Regions from separate parts of the Bos taurus genome. Here region 1 is linked to region 2. A link is a contact called in public Hi-C data. All regions are on one chromosome and are shown on one strand. Each heading gives the region's core, a stretch centred on a gene start, on an enhancer-like site or on the middle of the called end of the contact. The rest is flanking DNA. Distances are from core to core; before and after follow the strand shown.

Evidence for each region. A called contact is a pair of places that touch in the nucleus more often than the background predicts.
Region 1: a Hi-C map of skeletal muscle shows a contact between it and region 2, with 6 times the contacts expected there. The contact joins the enhancer-like site here to the promoter of AMZ2 in region 2. A contact is called at or near these places in 4 of 11 Hi-C or Micro-C datasets (liver, skeletal muscle and an unstated tissue).

The regions. Positions count from the first base shown.
Region 1 is chr19:61,986,925-61,991,863 of ARS-UCD2.0, forward strand. It overlaps a transcript of RGS9 not described here. Among named protein-coding and RNA genes, the nearest start is that of RGS9, 4.8 kb to the right of the region's middle. Within about 2 kb of position 1,582, at least 93 of the 102 cell types and tissues checked have an H3K27ac peak or open chromatin away from gene starts, as enhancers often do. A contact at or near this core is called in liver and skeletal muscle, where this site is marked.
Region 2 is chr19:61,893,005-61,898,292 of ARS-UCD2.0, forward strand. It overlaps AMZ2 (archaelysin family metallopeptidase 2), which reads right to left and starts at 3,910. Exons shown (of 7, transcript NM_001034481.1): 1 at 3,887-3,910; 2 at 2,862-3,144; 3 at 2,015-2,188; 4 at 1,784-1,912. The coding sequence starts at 3,144.

The sequences.
Region 1 (4,939 bases), core at 332-2,831, 92 kb after region 2:
GGCAGGGTCCCACACAGGACAGGGTCAGAGTAGGACAGGGTCTCACAGTAGATCAGGGTCACACAGTAGGTCAGGGTCACATACAGGACAGGGTCAGAGTAGGGCAGGGTCTCACAGGAGGACAGGGTCTCACAGTAGGACAGGGTCACACACAGGACAGTGTCACACAGTAGGTCAGGGTCACACACAGGGCAGGGTCACATACAGGACAAGGTCAGAGTCGGGCAGGGTCTCACAGGAGGACAGGGTCACACAGTAGGTCAGGGTCACACACAGGACAGGGTCAGAGGAGGGCAGGGTCACATACAGGAGGCCAGGATGACACAGTAGGACAGGGTCACACACAGGGCAGGATCAGAGTAGGGCAGGGTCTCACAGGAGGACAGGGTCTCACAGTAGTTCAGGGTCACACACACAGGACAGGGTCACATACAGGACAGGGTCAAAGTAGGGCAGGGTCTCACAGGAGGACAGGGTCTCACAGGAGGACAGGGTCTCACAGTAGGTAAGGGTCACACACAGGACAGGGTCAGAGGAGGGCAGGGTCTCACAGGCGGACAGGGTCACATACAGGAGGCCAGGATGACACAGGAGGACAGCGTCTCACAGTAGGACAGGGTCACACAGTACGTTAGGGTCACACACAGGGCAGGGTCAGAGGAGGGCAGGGTCACACAGGAGGTCAGGGTCACACACAGGGCAGGGTCACACAGGAGGTCAGGGTCACACACAGGGCAGGGTCAGAGGAGAGCAGGGTCACACAGGAGGTCAGGGTCACATACAGGGCAGGGTCCCACACAGGACAGGGTCAGAGTAGGACAGGGTCTCACAGTAGATCAGGGTCACACAATAGGTCAGGGTCACATACAGGACAGGGTCAGAGTAGGGCAGGGTCTCACAGGAGGACAGGGTCACATACAGGGCAGGGTCTCCAGTAGGTCAGGGTCCCACACAGTAGGACAGGGTCCCACACAGGACAGGGTCAGAGTAGGGCAGGGTCTCACAGGAGGACAGGACGATAAGACTGCAGGAGGAGGCCTCACACAGGAGGCCAGGATGGCTACGCCCACGCTCCTCACAGCTGAGGGCACTCAGCCCGGGCGGTCAGCGGTGCCGGCGGCCAGCCGCTACCCGGAGGAGGAAGAAGCTGGGTTCCGAACGGGTCTCCCCGCCAGGCCCACTTCCGGGCGGGGGCTCGGTTCTGAGCGCCAGCCCGCGCCGAGCGGGGGGCCCTTCCGGGGCGCCGGCAGGGCCTTCCCCCGACACCTGCACGCGTGTGTCTGTTACTTGATGCGTTTTACACGCGCGGCCGGTCCGACACAGCACGACGAGCCCTAGCTCGCGTCCTTTTAGGTCGGGTTTTCACCCTTCTTGTCCACAAACCAGTCGCCTCGAGGGGCTGAAACGAGGAGACAAGTCCACAGCGCTGGGGGTCGACGGGCCGACCCCGAGCCAGGCCCTCGGGAAGGGCCGCGGGAGCTGGGGGGCAGACCCACCCTCACTGGCGCGCGCCCCCCAGGCTCGGGCAGGCGCAGGGAGGGGCCGGGCCGGAAGTGGCTGCCGCCGGAAGTGGCCGCCGCCGGAAGCCCGCCGGCGGGGCCTGCCCTTCCTCTCTAGGGGTGGGGCGGTACCCCCGTCTCTGTGGTCCGGGCGCGGCGGGCGGCGGAAGCGGACGCGGCGCGGGGCTCTGCGTGGGGCCCTTCCCTGCCCTTTGGCACCTGTGCGCGCCTGGCGGCGCAGCTGGCAAGAGTCGGGAATTGCCCTCATCACGACGTTAAATGTGGAGCTGCGGGAACGCGCCAGGGCCCCGTTTCTCACAGCGCGGCCATAGGGGCTCTATCGAAGTGAAGTCTGGCGCCCATTCGCTCACACTTGACTTGTTTTTTTTTTAAAGCGGTCTCACCCTTGAAGTAAGTTTTGGGCCTGAAGCCCGGCCTGGCCGCTGGACCCGCGGCTCCTGTGTCCCTCCGGGTTCGGCCCTCCGGCGCCCTGGGTCTGCGGGGCCCACAGACAGACCTTCCTTCTCTTCCCCTCGGGCCCACTGGTTCGCCTGGGTTCAGAGGCTCCTGTTAGCACCCTCTTACTTGGATTTTCTGGTCCAAGAAGAGAACAGAAACTATACAAATACAGAAGCTAGGAAAAGTAGAATCGTCTAGGTTTAAAAAACTTCACAGCATCCAACACAAACATCCAACATCTGTGGAGGATTCATCCTGGGCAGACAATCAGAGAAGTGGAGGGGAGAGGAAAACCTGCGTTTCTGAAGTGATCCTCCCACGAACGTCTGTTGGGTTTGCTCGCCCAACACCCAGTTTTGTTTGTTGCAGTTTTAAAGTGATGATTTTTCTGTGGAAACCAGCTAGCTCTCAGTCGTCTGAGGTGGGCGCAGGACCCAGGCGTGCCGGGTGGGAGCGCCCCAGCACGTCAAGGGGGCGAGGTTTGAGGTCAGAGGCTGGGCTGCCCAGGTCCCAGTCCTGGGTGCTACCTCATAGGGGTACTAAGAACCTCAGCTTATTATTTGTCCTCTACTCGTTTTTTAAGAAAAACCTTGTTTTAAATTGTAGTACAGTTGGTGTGCAATGTTGTGTTCATCTCAGGTGTACATCAATGTGAATCAGCTAAACACATGCACATACCCACTCTTCCTCGGAGTCCTTCCCCAGGTAGGCCGTTGCAGTGTTAGAGTTCCCTGTACTATACGGTAGGCCTGTGGTCATCTATTGTGTTGCTTTTATTTTGAATTGGAGTATAGCCACTTAACAGTGTTGTGATAGTTTCAGGCAGCAAAGGGACTCAGCCGTACACGTACATGCGTCCATTCTTCCCCAAACTCCCCTCCTGACCAGGTGGCCACAGAACACTGAGCAGAGTCCCCTGTGCGGTACAGCAGGTCCTTGCTGGTTATCCGTTTTATATGTAGTGGTGTGTGCATGTTACTCCCAACCTCCTAGTTTACCCCCCATTTTCCACTCTGTTTACCCATTTGTTCACTGGGGGTATTTTGTTTTATTGGAGTATGATTGCTTTACCACACTGGGGGCATTCATAACAGGCATCTACTCCGAGACTGTACCACACACTTAGGGGATAGGGCAGGTGTACTAAGGCCTGTTAGTACAGGCCATGATGAGTTCATCTCAGCGTGCTCTCTTCAGCTTTCTGTTTTTTCCTTTTCGTTTTTGCCTCCCACGATCCCACATCATCCACTGCATTGCCCCAGAAGTTTATTTTTCGTCTTTTTTTACCTACGGGAGACACCCTCAAGACAGAACCATGTCTTCCGTGCATGCTCAGTCGTACCCATCTCTTCCCGACCCCATGGCTGGTAGCCCACCAGGCTCCTCTGTCCGTTGGATTTTTTTTCCCAGGCAAGAATCCTGGAGTGGGTTGCCATTTCCTTCTCCAGGGGATCTTCCTGACCTAGGGATCGAACCCTCGTCTCCTACTTGGCAGGCAGGTTCTTTACCACTGAGCCCCCTGGGAAGCCAGGACCGTGTCTTACTCACCATTATACCATGCGCTTGACACGGTTCCCACCCCAGAAATGGTGCTCGGTCAAGTCTGTCGAACAAAACTGAATACTCCCTGACACAGAGCGGAGAGCACTGGACCAACGAGTGAAAGTGTAGTGAATCCTAGAGGAGGGACAGCGGGGAGATGGTGACAACCTCATGAAACTGGGGCCACTTTCTTACCGAAAACGCCACGATCCCTGGAGACTGCAGACTCCATTTCTTCGTGCTCTGGACTTGCTCTCGTATGGAGGGCAGGTGCTGGTGATCAGCAATCTACTGGTACCCAAGCCTGGCTTTCTGAACGACTGCTGCTTTTTTTCTGCCTTAGAACCCATTTCTTCTCTTGGGGACTGGCAGGGAAAATGACCACTGCCTTCAAAGAAATCAAATCTACCCTCAAGATATCAGATATTGCCCTGTGAGCCCAATAATCAGGTGCAAACGTTCACACACATGATGCAGAGTGGAGAGTGAGCCTCCTTAGGCACGGACGAGATGGATCCGGGCAGCCAGAAAACCCCTTTTAAAAAAAAATTAGTTTTCTTTATTTGTATTTGTTTTGGGCTGTGCTGGGTCTTCGTTGCTGTGCAGGCTTGTCTCTAGTTGCAGAGAACCGGGGCTGCTTTCTGGTTGCAGGGTGCAGGCTTCTCGCTGCGGTGACTTCTCTTGTGGAGCGCGGGCTCAATCAGTAATTGTGGAGCACGGGCTCAGTGGCTCCACAGCATGTGGGCTCTTCCTGGATCAGGGATCAAACCCGTGTTTCCTGCATTGGCAGGTGGAATTTTTTTTTTTTTCTTTTTTACCACTGAGCCACCAGGGAAGTCCCCAGAAAACCCTTTCTCACGGATGATTGCCCAGCCTCCAGTGGTGATGCTGGGTGAGTGATATCACCATCTGTTTCTCTGTTGAACAAGACTCACGTGGAGCCACATGGTCTGAGACTCAGTAATTCTTAGAGTCAGAACAGACGCAAGCGCTGAGTGTAGATCTCATTCACAACATCCAGTACCATGGCCACTTAAGCTGTGAATATTCCCGTGACTCCTGGTTCCCTGGTCCATGAAATAACCTATGTAGTTTATGGAATATTCTAGTTGCTAGAAAGTTTTTCAAATCTTTGGTGAAAGATTTCACCAAATCTTTATGCAATGGTGCCCTAATTCAGATTTTGCTAGTTCTTAGCAAGCTTCGGTGCTGCAAAATGAATCCAGCAAATACAAAGGACCTTCACCTCCCATCCAGTAGCCCTGTGGTCACTGATGGCACAACAGTAGGGTATTGATACCACGGGAATCGGCGATGCCACAATCAGATCTGCCTCCTGCCAGAACCAAAGCCCTGAACCCGCCGCTCACAAGCTGCAGGCTGACCGTGTCCTCGGTGAAACTCAGAATATGAGGGGGTGTAAGGTGTGCAGCAGTTAT
Region 2 (5,288 bases), core at 2,660-5,159:
ATTTTTTTTCTAGTAATCCTACAAATGCATTATTTCCTTTAGTAATTAAATATCTCAATTTTAAAACACCGATCTTTATAAACCTGCCGAGAACAAAGTCACCTGCAGTAAGGAGACCCCCTCACCGCAGGGCTCAGCAACCCTGCTCCCTCATTACATCTTCTCTCACGTCATGCAAAATTTAAGAAACTTATTGGGGAACAAAAAAGCAGCAGAAACACTTGGGGAGAATGCTTCCTGACCTCCTCAAATGCATAAGATAAATTGGTTAACAATATCTAGATAAAAATTGTTTAAAAATGTTTAATGATTCTGTTTCTCTCAGGTTAATAATAAAGGATTTGTCTCACACAACTTTTTGGTTCACTCTTTTTTTTCTGATAGAAGGCTCGTACAAAAAACATCAGCAGGACAGCACTGACCCAGGCCTCTCAGAGAGCACTAGGGGGTCACAGCGGGGGGGCAGGCAGATGTGGGTGGGCACTCGCTCGTGCTCAGCTGCTCAGCCGTGTCCAGCTCTTTGCAGCCCCGCAGACTGCAGCCTGCCAGGCTCCTCTGTCCATGGGATTGTTCAGGCAAGAAAGCTGGAGTGGGTAGCCATTTCTTCCTCCAGGGGATCTTCCCGACCCAGGGATCTAACCTGCATCTCTTGTGTGTCCTGCACTGGCAGGCGGATTCTTCACCGCTAGGGTCAACTGGGAAGCCCCGTGCCTTAATGGGTGTAGGGCTGAGGGACTATAAAGACTACAAATGGAGAACGAGAATGAAGGAAGGGCAGAAAAAGAGGCCCCACAGCATCCTGGGCCCCAGATCTGACAAATGGGGAAGAGGGGGATCTGACAGGGAGAAGCCCTTGGTAGCGAGAGCTCCCTACCCTGCCACCCTGGGGCTCACACACTCCAGACTGACAGTCCGTCTGTGAACCCTGAGCTTGCACAGCCCAGCCCCTGCTATCTGTTCCTGCCCCCAGAACGACAGTGGGCAACCATGCCCCTCAGCTCAGTGGACTTCTCCCCTTCGAACCTGTCTTAGATCCTGAGGGATGTAGGCAGAAAAACAAGAGCAGAAATGGAAGGGTGGGAGAAGTGGAGAGAAGGCAAAAAAAAAAAGAAAAAAAACCCAAATAGGCAAATATATGACTTCCTTATAGAGCCTTTTCCTCCCCAGTGTTAAAAGGCAGGGTTCCCTGTGAGTCACAGTTAAGCTTATTTCAAGTCAAAGACTGAAACTGACCATAAATAACAAAACGTCTGTTCTGAGACACAGGATGTGAAGCGCACACTTATAAATCAGTGCACAGCGACCTCATCTAATGACAACTACGGAAAGAGCTGAAAAACAATTAGCGCCATTTCTGCTTCCATTAATAACAGTTCAAATATCCTTATTTGATTCACCTTGTCACTGAACTATCTCCATTTGCCATCTGTTGCACTGAATGTCTACATATGTGCCAGCCATAACTACACACTTTCTATGGATCAGCAATTTTATGTAAATGATCTCAAAACAGCACAAACAGGTGTTATTAGCTCCAAGGTGGTGCTGGCAGTGAGCGGCCAAGCTGGGGGCAGGGGAACGGACCCAGACCATCAGGGCCTATCCAGAGCGTCCTTTCCACCACGGCAGGATGCTGCGCCAGAAACACTACAAGGCCTTCACATCTAAACTGTAATTGGAAGGGGAAAAAACTGTATTGGTTGGAATTTTTTCTCTCTTTCAAAATCTTCACAAAGAGTCTCAAGCTGAGCAAGTTTCTACCAACAATGTCAAAAAGGAATACCCTCTGTCAAAGAAGCCTGTCCAAAGACAAAATTCCAGGATTCTCTTGGGTAAAGATCGATCATCGTTACTCCCACAACACAAAAGGCATCTTCGGGTTTCTTCTTTTTTAAGAACGTCAGGATCTGCCCTATTAAAAAAAAAATTATGTTTAAGATATATTTGTGTGTGTGTGTGTGTACATATACCTACATACTTTACTCAATTCAAGCTGTAAGGCTGCCCCGTTCACCTGCATGAATCTGAAGGTTCAGTGTGCTATCGTTGATTCTAAAGGAACATCTGGTTGCAGAGACAGGAATCGGCTCTAGGAGTTTGACTGTCAACCCGTAGAAGAAGGCTTCACAGTAGCCCTTGAGCCATTTCAAATATTCTTCACTGATACTTCTGGTGTTTCCCAGCAATCCTATGACAGATACAGAAGAAAATTTAAAGAGAGATTTTGAGATGATCAGAACAGTCTTTACCTCAGTCTACAGTTAGAAATGTGGAATTAGGAACAAACAAACTCTAGATTTTCAATACACAGTTACCGTTCACTAAGGTGAACACAGATTAGAAAGAAAACCTGACTCCCTGGTGGCTCAATGGTAAGGAACCTGCCTGCCAACGCAGGAGACACAGGCTGGATCCCTGGTCTGGGAAGATCCCCCAGGCCTGGGAGCAACTAAGCCCAGGTGCCACAACCACTGAGCCTGTGCTCGATAGCTCAGGAGCAGAGACTACTGAGCCCATGTGTTGCAACTACCAAGGCTCGCACGCCCTAGGCCTGCGTTCTCCAACAGGGCACCACAATGAGAAACCCATGCACTGCAACTACAAAGCAGGCCCTGCTTGCCCCAGCTAGAGAAGTCAAATGTGCAGCTACGAAGAACCAGCACAGTCAATAAATAAAATTTTTTGAACAAAACAAAACCTTCTCTTTCAAGGCAGTTTGGTTACCAAACTTCCACTGTGGGAACGAATGTCAAAAATGATTATAAAAACTGCCCACTTGAATGAGACGGACAAGGCAAACTGTCCACGGCAACAGCACCATCACAAAACCAAACCAAACCCAGCATACTGGCAAGACGCACCAATGCACTGTATGTAAATAGTCTGCTTCCCCGGAGAAGGGCTCTTTCTGTGAAGATTACTGAAAAACTGTTCAAAGTCTTGCGGAGCCTCAGGATGGGAGATTATCCAGTCCGATGGAGAATGCAAAGTAATGGGTCCAAAGAGATCGCTGCGGGGCCGGAAGGCCTCGTTCAGCAGGCGCTGCTCCCCGGGGTCCAACTGCTCATACTGCTTCACAAGCTCTGGGTTCTTTGAGATGAGGGCCGTCTTCAGGGTGTGTTCAGAGTGCCCTACCGTTTGCATCTGCCAGAAGGACACACGTGGTCACACAGACCATGCATATCCAAACTGGGGTCTTTACAGACATCACTTATTTCTCCTAGAATGAAATGACTGATTGCTAACGCCTGGGCGTCATCACCAGAGGACTGCCCGCTTCCACCGTTTCTAATCAGTTTCTTAGGGGGACTTCCCTGGTGGTCCAGTGGTTAAGAATCTGACCTGCAACGCAGGAGATGCAGGTTCCATACAGAGTCAAGCCTAAGATCCCACATGCCTCGCGGCAACTAAGCCTGTGAGCCACAACTAGAGAGTCTATGAGGCCCAGTGAAAGACCTCACAGGTCGCAAGGAAGATATTGTGGGATGCACCTAGAACCCAACGGCAGCCAAATTAAAAAAAAAAAAAAAAGTCAATTTCTTGGGGAGAGTATCTGAAAGAGTGTAAAGACAATCATGAGATTCATTCCTCCACCTCTTAGGGAACCTGCTCCCACTATAAACGTTCGTGGTCACCCTAAGACACGACCCAGTTCCCTATTTCCTCGCCCTTTGGGTAATAATGATATTAGGAGCTGACACATGAGAGCCACATGAAACACATCCTCTCCCACGTGACTCAAAGACGTTCCCGACCAAAGGGAAGTGCAACTCATGTTAAGTCCTGCGTTTCTGTAACTTGGCTGCAGGCTGATAACGGATCTCGGCCACTGAGGTGGTGTCACCCTGGGGAAGCCGTCAGGGGACCGACCAGGAGCCAGACTCACGCTGACAGATCTCTTCCGCTCACACGGCGTCCCCGCCTAGATAGGTCATCCCTCCGCGTGACCGGCTCACAGCTGCTCCCCGAGGGGTCTGGGTGAGGGAAGGAGAGAAACGGGACGTCAGTGTGCGGAGCCCGCCGCGCTGCCTAACCGGGTTTTCTGCAGTTTAACGATGGGGGTGCGGGGGGAGATTTTTAGCGAATGGGTGTCCCCGTTGAGGGCTGAACTCCGGGGTCCAGGGCCACCTCCAGAACGAAGCTCTCTCTTGGCTGGGCTCGCCTGGGAGCTGAGACGGGTCCTCACCGCTGCTGTGGGGCCCAGTCCCGTCCGGTCGGCCCACCTTCACCCGCGGGGCGGCTCCCGCCGCGGCCCCGCCTTAGCGGGCCGGCCCGTCTGCGCCTGCGCGGGAGCCACTACCCTGAGGGGAAAACGGCGGCATCAGGGGTCAGAGGCCGCCTCCGGATGCCCGGCCGGGCCCGGCTCCCCCGAGACGCCCCCGCGTCCGCCGCGGCGGCGGCTCCTCTCACACCCTCCCCCGCCCCTCGAACGCGACTGTCCCCCGCCTCCACCAGCAGGCGGCCCGGCCCCCCGTACCCTCCCGTCATCCTCACCACGCAAGGCGTCAACGCCTCCCGACCCCGGCGGCGGCCCAAAGCGCGTGCGCTTCGCGCCCTGCGCCGTGCCCCGCCCCTTCGCGCACTGCCACGCCCCCGCGCTCCCCGCTCCGCCACGCCACGCCGTAGCACGCACGCTCCGTCGCCCCGCCCCTTTGCGCGCCCCGCCACGCCCACACGCTCCCCGCCACGCCCACACGCTCCCCGCACGCAATGCCGTAGCACGCACGCTCCGTCGCCCCGCCCCTCCGCGCCCGCCACGCCCAGCGCGAGGCCGTCCCGCAGGCAAGGAGCCCGAGTACTAGTGGCCGCTGCTGCCCCTACGCCGTCGAGCGAAGCGCGGTCGCGAGGGGGCGACCAGGCGCCGAGATCCGCCCCACGCTCCCCTTTCCGCGCTGCCGTCCGGGGGCGCCGCTGTCCGGCCACGCCTGCGCCGCGGGGTCAGCTGTTTGTGCGCGTGCCGGGTTGGCTGTGGGTGCGAGCGGCGCCCCAGGCGAGACGAGTCCCCGGCGCGGGAGCGAGTCCGCGGGTGGACGCGCGGCCTGGGCGTGGAGGCGGCGTCCAGGGCACGCGACCCGGGCGGGGCTTCTCTTCCCCGGGACGCGCCCCTTGGTGGGACTTGAGCCCCGCAGCCTCAGAGTGCAGGACGGAAGGGGCAGCTCCGATCCCGAGGGCTTGGGCAGGCTGAAAAGGCGCGGGGTCAAAGTGCAGGCTCCCCGGCCCAGCCCAGTGCTGCCCATTCGCACGGCCCTTCCCCTTCGACGTGGGGGTCTCCTGTCGGCCTCCTCCTC